2 separate regions of the Capra hircus genome follow, and region 1 is linked to region 2. A link is a contact called in public Hi-C data. All regions are on one chromosome and are shown on one strand. The core of a region is the stretch at or near the end of the contact, and the rest is flanking DNA. Distances in the headings are between cores, read along the strand shown. Region 1 holds the start of IGSF6 (immunoglobulin superfamily member 6). Region 2 overlaps POLR3E (DNA-directed RNA polymerase III subunit RPC5).

The links. Hi-C and Micro-C count contacts between places; a contact is called where the count stands out from the background.
Region 1: a Hi-C map of blood shows a contact between it and region 2, with 3 times the contacts expected there. The contact joins the promoter of IGSF6 here to the enhancer-like site in region 2. A contact is called at or near these places in 2 of 5 Hi-C or Micro-C datasets (blood and liver).

The regions. Positions count from the first base shown.
Region 1 is chr25:20,086,326-20,090,436 of ARS1.2, forward strand. IGSF6 (immunoglobulin superfamily member 6) reads right to left here and starts at 1,336. Exons shown (of 6, transcript XM_005697599.3): 1 at 782-1,336. The coding sequence starts at 848. METTL9 (methyltransferase-like protein 9) reads left to right here. Exons shown (of 5, transcript XM_018040834.1): 5 at 3,310-4,003. The coding sequence ends at 3,512.
Region 2 is chr25:19,917,558-19,921,234 of ARS1.2, forward strand. It overlaps POLR3E (DNA-directed RNA polymerase III subunit RPC5), which reads left to right. Exons shown (of 22, transcript XM_018040862.1): 5 at 1,806-1,883; 6 at 2,595-2,710; 7 at 3,137-3,219. Among named protein-coding and RNA genes, the nearest start is that of POLR3E, 11 kb to the left of the region's middle. Within about 2 kb of position 1,989, at least 2 of the 5 cell types and tissues checked have an H3K27ac peak or open chromatin away from gene starts, as enhancers often do.

The DNA.
Region 1 (4,111 bases), core at 86-2,585, 170 kb after region 2:
TAATTCTTTTAAAAAATAATGCTAATTAGACTGCTCTATAAAAGTAATATATATACTTATTAGGGAATTAATAGACTTATTACTGAAAGTAGAAACAAAAAAGTCACCCATAGTCCTTTCACCACTCTGCCCCTACCAAATCACGGTTAACATTTTAAAATATTTCTTTACAGATGAGAAAAAAATAAGAGCTTTTGTTCCCTTTCCTGGCCTATGACCCAAACTTTGTGAGCAAATCTGAGATTATGAGATTTTTTAGAACAATGATGAAATTATTAGAACTGTGATATCGGAAACTCTCTCATAGAGAAAAAACAGGCAAAAGTATCCATATATTTGTGATATGGTTATTTTTGAAGGAAGGAGCCATAGCAGTTTTTTTAAATGACAGGTACTTCAATTTATAGAAATTCAGCTTTTTCTGAAACACTGTTCTTTAAAAAATATTCAATTATTTAGTGCAGAGTCAGTTTGCCTGTATGGGAACTGAATTGTTAATGATTAATGTGATTTTATGAATATTTTCAAGCCTTTGTTTGGAGAGGTACTCTTGTCTAAAGCAGCATGATAGCAAAGGAAATTTTCAATGTTAATATTAATTTTTTTTCTCAACTGTTTTTTTATTACCTATTTCTCTGAGAAAAAAGGAAATTTGTCACCTTAGACAGTTTCCATAATGTTATACATTTAAAAATCTGTAGGGGGTTAAAATATAAATGAATTTTTAGATGAAAAGTAGCAATTGATTTAAATAAAATGGAGGGAAAAAAAAGAACCTTACCGACATAAAACAGAATCAGATTGAGTTCCAGACCGAGAATAATCTTTCCTCTGTTCACAGTCTCCATTTCTGTGTGTATGTGTGAGGTGTGGGAGTGTGTATTTGAGGAGAGTTTTGGCTTTTTTTTTTTTTCCTCTAAGAAAGGAAGAACCAAAGAGAGGAACTCTTATTGAGGAACCATAATTGGGAACTTTTTGAAATTGTGTAAAGATTGTTTGTAATGCAGTTTCACCATTTAAAGTTGAGATTTTAGCTTAGAGCACACTTCTAAATGTTCATATGGTCACGTTTTTCTTGGGTTTTACAAAGCCTCAAAGATGTTAGATGTTTTGGGTGAGATTTTGATTTACCTTGGTGCATATTCCTAGAAAGTATTGTTTGACAGATAAATCATACTTAAATTTTCTAGAGCAGTTCAGTCTGTGCTCTTGGGCATCTAATTTGTTCTTGGTGCTGGGCTGATAACTGCTGGAAATCGAGGAGAAGCAGAAGGAAATACCTTCATGTAGTGTGCTAAGTCGCTTCAGTTGTGTCCGACTCTCTGCGACCCTATGCACTGTAGCCCACCAGGGTCCTCTGTCCATGGGATTCTCCAGGCAAGAATACTGGAGTGGGTCATTATGCCTTCCTCCAGGGGCTTTTCCCAACCCAGGGACTGAACTCACATCTCTTCCGTCTTCTGCATTGGCAGACGGACTCTTTACCACTAGCACCACCTGGAAAGTCCATCTTCATGTAGAGATGAGAAAAATCAGTGAACGATGAATAAATAAGTTGGGTGCCATTAACTAATTGTATCCCAGTTTTGTTTAGTCACTAAGTCATGTCCAACTGTTTGCGACCCCATGGACTATAACCTGCCAGGCTCCTCTGTCCCTGGAATTTCCCAGGCAAGAATACAGGAGTGGGTTACCATTTCTTTCTCTAGGGGATCTTCCCAACCCAGGGTTCAAATCTGCATCTCCTGCATTGGCAGGAGATTCTTTACCACTAAGTCACCTGGGGAGCCCTTGTGCCCCAGTTTTGTGTGACCGCTTTTATTGTGAAATAAATGTGTGGAATCTTTGTCATCCAGAACCCCATCCTAGTCCCTCGGGGGCTTCATCAGTCAGGTTCTTTGTAAACAGCAGAAAGTGACTTGGGCTGACTTAATAAGCAAAAGGGAGTTTATTGAAAGGATTTGAGGGTAGCACACTGAGTCCCTGGGAGGACTGGAGAATCATGTGTTGGGGTCTACATGCAAGACACATGCCCTGAAATCTGCTATAAAGCTGATGTGAAGAGCACACTGCCCCCGGCAAGCATTGCTGCCTTGGCGTGGGCCACAGCCTGTCAGTAGTACCACTCCGTGCTGCCCGAGCTGCTTGGACTCACACCACTGCTCCGCCTTCCCAGAGAAGGAGCCTCACGTCCCCACCTCTGGGCCACTTGCTCCTCATTTCAGGTCGCGGCGAGTGTTTCTGAGCTTAGGTCATGAGCCAGTGCCTGAGCTGCAAGAAAGAGGAGGGGGAAGCTGCTTCCCCAGGCTTTGCCTTCCACGGGGAAGAGGGGTGCTCACTGCCGGAGAGAATGAAGCCCTCTCCACTGTACCGTTTGTATGCTTGGCACTTGTTGACTATATATTTCGTCATTTACAGAAAGTTATTCTCAATCTGTATTTAGTAATACTTTTAACATTACTGTATATTTTTTTTTTACATCATTGTTGTGTCGGAAAGCACCCCCCAGATTTTATATATACCACTGTGTGTGTGTGTGCGCGTCTGTAGTCAGTGCTTGGTATGTATGTGAACTGAAGACTTTTTCTAGCCCCCTAGTACCTGGGCATCTGACGCTCATGGGTTTGGAAATGACTAACGTAACACAGACTTGAGTCACTGTTGCAAGAAATGCTAGGTTGATTCATCCATTCTAGTGTGTTATATCCTTTCTCTGGTTCTGGAGGTTAACTTGTATGAAATTCTTCTGAAAAGTTAGAGAATGGATTGATCTCTCTTGAAAAGCACACCAAATGGTCTGTTTTTAGAAATTAAAAGTCTCCCTTAACCTATTTTTACTTTCAGCCTGATAAACCTCTCTAGTTAATATGTGGCATAATTTTACTACAGTAGTGGCGTTTTCTTACGTTTATCCAAAGCACTCTTTCAAACTTTGTTCTACTCTGCCTCAATGTCCCAGTGTTTAATAAGCAGTTTTCCAAACCTATTAACCATTACACACCTGTCAGTCTAAGGGAGGGTGATATCAAGAAGCTGTCAGAGCAAGTAGTAGTGTGGGCTTTGGGTCTGGTTTAATGAGGGATTACATTTCTGCCCCAGTGTTCATTAACCTTGCAAGCTGGGCCACGTTCTTCAGTCTTCCTAAGTCTCTGCTTCCTCTTTGTCCTACTGCTGGGTCACCCGGGAGATCATTCATCAAAGCACCCAGTGCTTGGTACACACCAAGTCCTTAGCCAATATTGTTCTTCCCCTCTTCCCTCTTTTGAATAATTTGTTCAAGAATTTAACTTCATGTTTTTGTTTTAGTAGGTGGCAAGTGGGATAAACCATCGGAAATTTTGGAAATCAAGGGACAGAATTGGGAAGAACAAGTGAATAGTCTGCCTGAAGTTTTCAGAAAAGCTGGTTTTGTTATTGAAGCTTTCACCAGACTGCCATACCTGTGTGAAGGTGACATGTATAATGACTACTACGTTCTGGATGATGCTGTCTTTGTTCTCAAACCCGTATAAACACGTGGAGGTTGAGGTCTTCAGAGTCCACCCCAAGAATGTACACTCCAGAAGAGGATCTGCAAGTTCAGTTATGTGAAGGGAGGACCTTTGGGGACTGCCATTCTAAATATCATGTAGGAATTTTAAAAGCCAAATTACTAATTATTGCTTTGTAGTGTGTAAAAGGAATGTTTTTTAAAAAACAAAAAACCAACTCTTTGAGGATTTTTATCAACTCTTAATAATGCAGGTCACACTCCAATTATGGAAGATATTTTTTATACTTAATTGCAGTAGGAATTCATTCCCAAAGCAATAGTCATGACTTCACAGGGAACCAGTTAATGTGGGTTGTTTGTAATAAAATAAAGACTGGGTAATAAAGCTGTCTTTCCAGTTGCAAATATTGGTTATAAAGTGTAGCCACTGATCCTCTTTCATGTTTAGAAATTCTGTCATTATTCCGGAAAATGTTTTTAATCATGCTAATAAACTGTTTTTGGAGGTGACTTTGGCATCATGTTGGAGTTACTATAAGGCTTCCCAAGTATCTTTAATTGCTTTGCTTCAGGTGTGCCCAAGTAGTAGCATATATGAAAGAAAGATGAAGTAGACTA
Region 2 (3,677 bases), core at 739-3,238:
CGTGGGGCTGGAGGCTGTTATTCGGGGCCTTCTGTTCTTGCTTCCTCGACTGAGTGCAGAGTGATGGACCCGGTGGTAACAGTTCATGGTGCGCCAGCCCCGTGCTGGGCCTTGGCTTCATTTGCCTCATTCCCTGTTCCTGGTGGTCCTGGGAGGCAAGGAGCTTGCCTGAGCACACGAGGAGCAAGTGGCAGACTGAGGAGTCTGATTCCAGATCCGCTCCCTTCCCCACCACCCTTCCCAGCGGTCAGGAGGTCACAGGGCTGCCCTGGATTTTCGCAGACCATGGGCCCTCCCGGGCTGTCTTGGGCGAGTCTGTCCCAGCTCCAGGCCCAGTCCAGACCAGTTGTGCTGCGGGCTGCTCCTGGACCTGAGCTCCAGCCCAGGAAGCAGGGAGGAGTCACTCTATTGCTATTTAAGAGAGCTTTTAGGGAACAGCCATCTCCCTGGGCTAGAATATAACTAACTGATCTCAGATGGCCTCCAAAGGAGCGTTTACTTTACGCAGTGCCACGCCTCTGCCAGGCTCCTTCTGGAGGCTGTTGTGCTCCTCACAGTGTTGGCCACAGTCTTTTGAGAGTGAGTCCAAACCGTGACTCATCCGTCCCCCGAGTGGTGTACGTACGGCACGGGAGAAAGAAATGAAGAGTGGGTCTGTGAGGAAGGAAGTTACCACGGCCTTCTTTGTTCAGGGCAAAAGAAGCGATTTGAGAGCAGTACACTCGTGTGATGCAAAATAACTTCATACGTGCTGACACGGGGGCCCAGAGAGGCCTCTCTGAGCAGGTCAGTTGGCAGACCAGCTCCCTTCCAACTTGATGGAAAAGCCCACACATCAGCCTGCAGCCTGTAAAGAATCTGCCTGCAACACAGGAGACCTGGGTTCGATTCCAGAGTTAGGAAGATCCCCTGGTGAAGGAAATGGCAACCTGCTCCAGTATTCTTGCCTGGAGAATCCCATGACAGGAGCCTAGCAGGCTACCGTCCACAGGGTCGTTGGACATGACTTAGCAACTAACTCACCACCACCACCGCCCATCAACAGAAGGAGAGAGAATGGGATAGTGATTCCTGTAGATCTGTTGACTGGGAGAAAAGCACAATCTAACAGTTGAATGAGAATTATATTTGGTTCAGCAGATGTACTGAAGAGGAAAGCCCAGAGATAGCCTCTCAGCCCTGCAGGACTATTTTGAAGAGATAAGGGAGGAGAGGGTAGATAGGAGTTTTTGCAAACGAACAGCTTCTCTGTGTGGGGGAAGTGGAACAGCCTGCGTTCTTTGAGATCGCTCCTTTGTTATGCGCCTTAACCGTCAGGTACCCCTGGTTTTTCCTTCCTGAATGCCCTTAGGGTGCCCTGTCGGTGGAGTGGCTGCAGGGGCAGAGGGTTTGAAGGCCACAGCATCCTCTGCGGCAGTTGCCTCTGCAGCGAGCAGTTTCGTTTCCCCTTTTGCTTCCTGTGGTCTCATTCTGCTTGTCCTTCTCCACCTGGGTGGCCTGTAAATGAGCAGTTAAGACTGTGGACCCTTTCTCTTGACTCCCATGGCATTATGCTGGGTTCCTAGGGGCCATAGGCCATGCGTGCTGGGGCCTGTTGGGGTTCCTCATGCCTGGGCGTGTCCCTCGGATGTGTGAAAGTGGCTCTTTGGAAGGAGGCTAGCTGGAGCCAGTGAGACGGGATTCAGGAGACCAGTGGGGGCCTCCAGTCTGGGGCGGGAGTGGAGAGTAGCTATTGATTCTTGGCCAGCGCCCCTAGAGCCCAGCTCTGGGCAGGGTGGACTGACGGCTCCGTTCCCCTTCCCCAGTACCCAGTGCGTCCAGCCTCGATGACGTATGATGACATTCCGCACCTCTCAGCCAAGATCAAGCCCAAGCAGCAGAAGGTGGGATTGGCCTCCTGGGCGGAGGTGGAGGGACGGGAGAGGTGATAGAGTGGGAGCTGAAAGAAGCCCAGAGGAGTGATTGGAGAGTAAAGAAGAGAACCAGCAACTTGCAGGGCCTTGAGAGCTGCAGAAGGAAACTTCCAGAAAGAAAGGAGGTGGGCAGCTCCAGAGAGGCCAGGCAGGAGGAAGGCCTGAGTTGAATTAGAACACGGGATGGGGTGGACTCAAGGTCACAGGACAGGGCCAGTGTGAAGAGGGCCCGGTATGGAGAATCTCAAGACTCTCAGCGCTGGGTTGACAGGGGCCAGGAGACCGGCCTGTCCTAGCTACAGCTCTAAGCCCTGTTGTCATGCAAAAAGCTACACCAGCATTGCCAATTCTGCTGACATTTGAAAGGAAGTTGGAAATAAGGAAAAGAGAAAAGCTCTTGATTTTTAAATGTGGGTACCTAATGTAGACTTTGGGGAGTGGAATGTGGCGGCAAGCAAACTACATGAACCCCTTCCAAAAAAAACACTCAGGCCCTTCTCTTGGAATTTGGGTCTGTAGCCTTTGTGTGGACTGAAGTCCAGGGGCCTTTGGGGAGGGATGGTGTCAGTCCTGCTTCTGGCAGAGACTGAGGTTAGGAGATGGGTGTGGTGGGGTTGGGGGATCCCCTGAGCGCTGTGCCTCGGGGTCCCCATAGCTGGTGGGGGTGCTTGGTGCCTCCAGGTAGAGCTTGAGATGGCCATCGACACGCTGAATCCCAACTATTGCCGCAGCAAAGGGGAGCAGATTGCGCTGAATGTGGATGGGGCCTGCGCTGACGAGACCAACACGTATTCCTCGTGAGTGCCCTGGGCCCTAAGGGTGCCGAGCTTCGCTTTCTTCAAATATGAGCCTTCCACGGCCCTCAGCGACACCGAGGCCCTGTGCCCCACAGCTGGGCTCCCCACCAGCGGCTCATCTCTGCATGACTGGGCCTGGCACGGGCTCGTCCCCAGGGAAATAGTCTTCCCTCCTGAGATGGCTCCTCTGACCAAGTTCTAACTGGGCCGAGAGGAAAGCTGGCCCCTTGATGGGAGAGGGAGCTCCCATCCACTGTGTGTCTCTTGGGCCACAGTTGAGTTTCCTCATCCCAGCGCCCCTCCTGCGGCACGTGCGGCCTTGGTCTCTGGCTGTTGGGGTTCAGGTGCCAGGGTGGAGGGGGCTGTGCCTCCAGGCCCAGGCCTGAGCTTCCTTCCGCTTGACCCTCGTTCTCCCTGTGCTTCCAGGAAGCTGATGGACAAGCAGACGTTCTGCTCTTCCCAGACCACCAGTAACACGTCCCGTTACGCTGCTGCGCTCTACAGGCAAGGTACCCACTCTGGGCTGCCGCGAGGGCTGAGAGGGTGGGAGGGAAGCAGGATGAGGGCTGGGGCCAGGAGAGGACGCCCTGAAGGCTTCATCAGAAAGGTTGTTGCTGAGCCGTGAAAGACGCCGGGATTCTTGGCCTCTGGAGGAGAGGAATTCAATCCGGGGTCAGTGACAGGCTTGACTGCTCAGAGCTTTTGTGTAATAAAATTTTATTAAAGTATAAAAGGGAGAGAAAGCTTCTGACATAGACATCAGAAGGGGGCAGAAAGAGTGTACCCCTGCTAGTCTTTGGCCGGATGGTATATAGCTGCTAAGCTGCTGCTAAGTCGCTTCAGTCGTGTCCGACTCTGTGCGACCCCATAGACGGCAGCTCACCAGGCTCTCCCGTCCCTGGGATTCTCCAGGCAAGAGCACTGGAGTGGGTTGCCATTGCCTTCTCTTATATAGCTACAGGCTGCT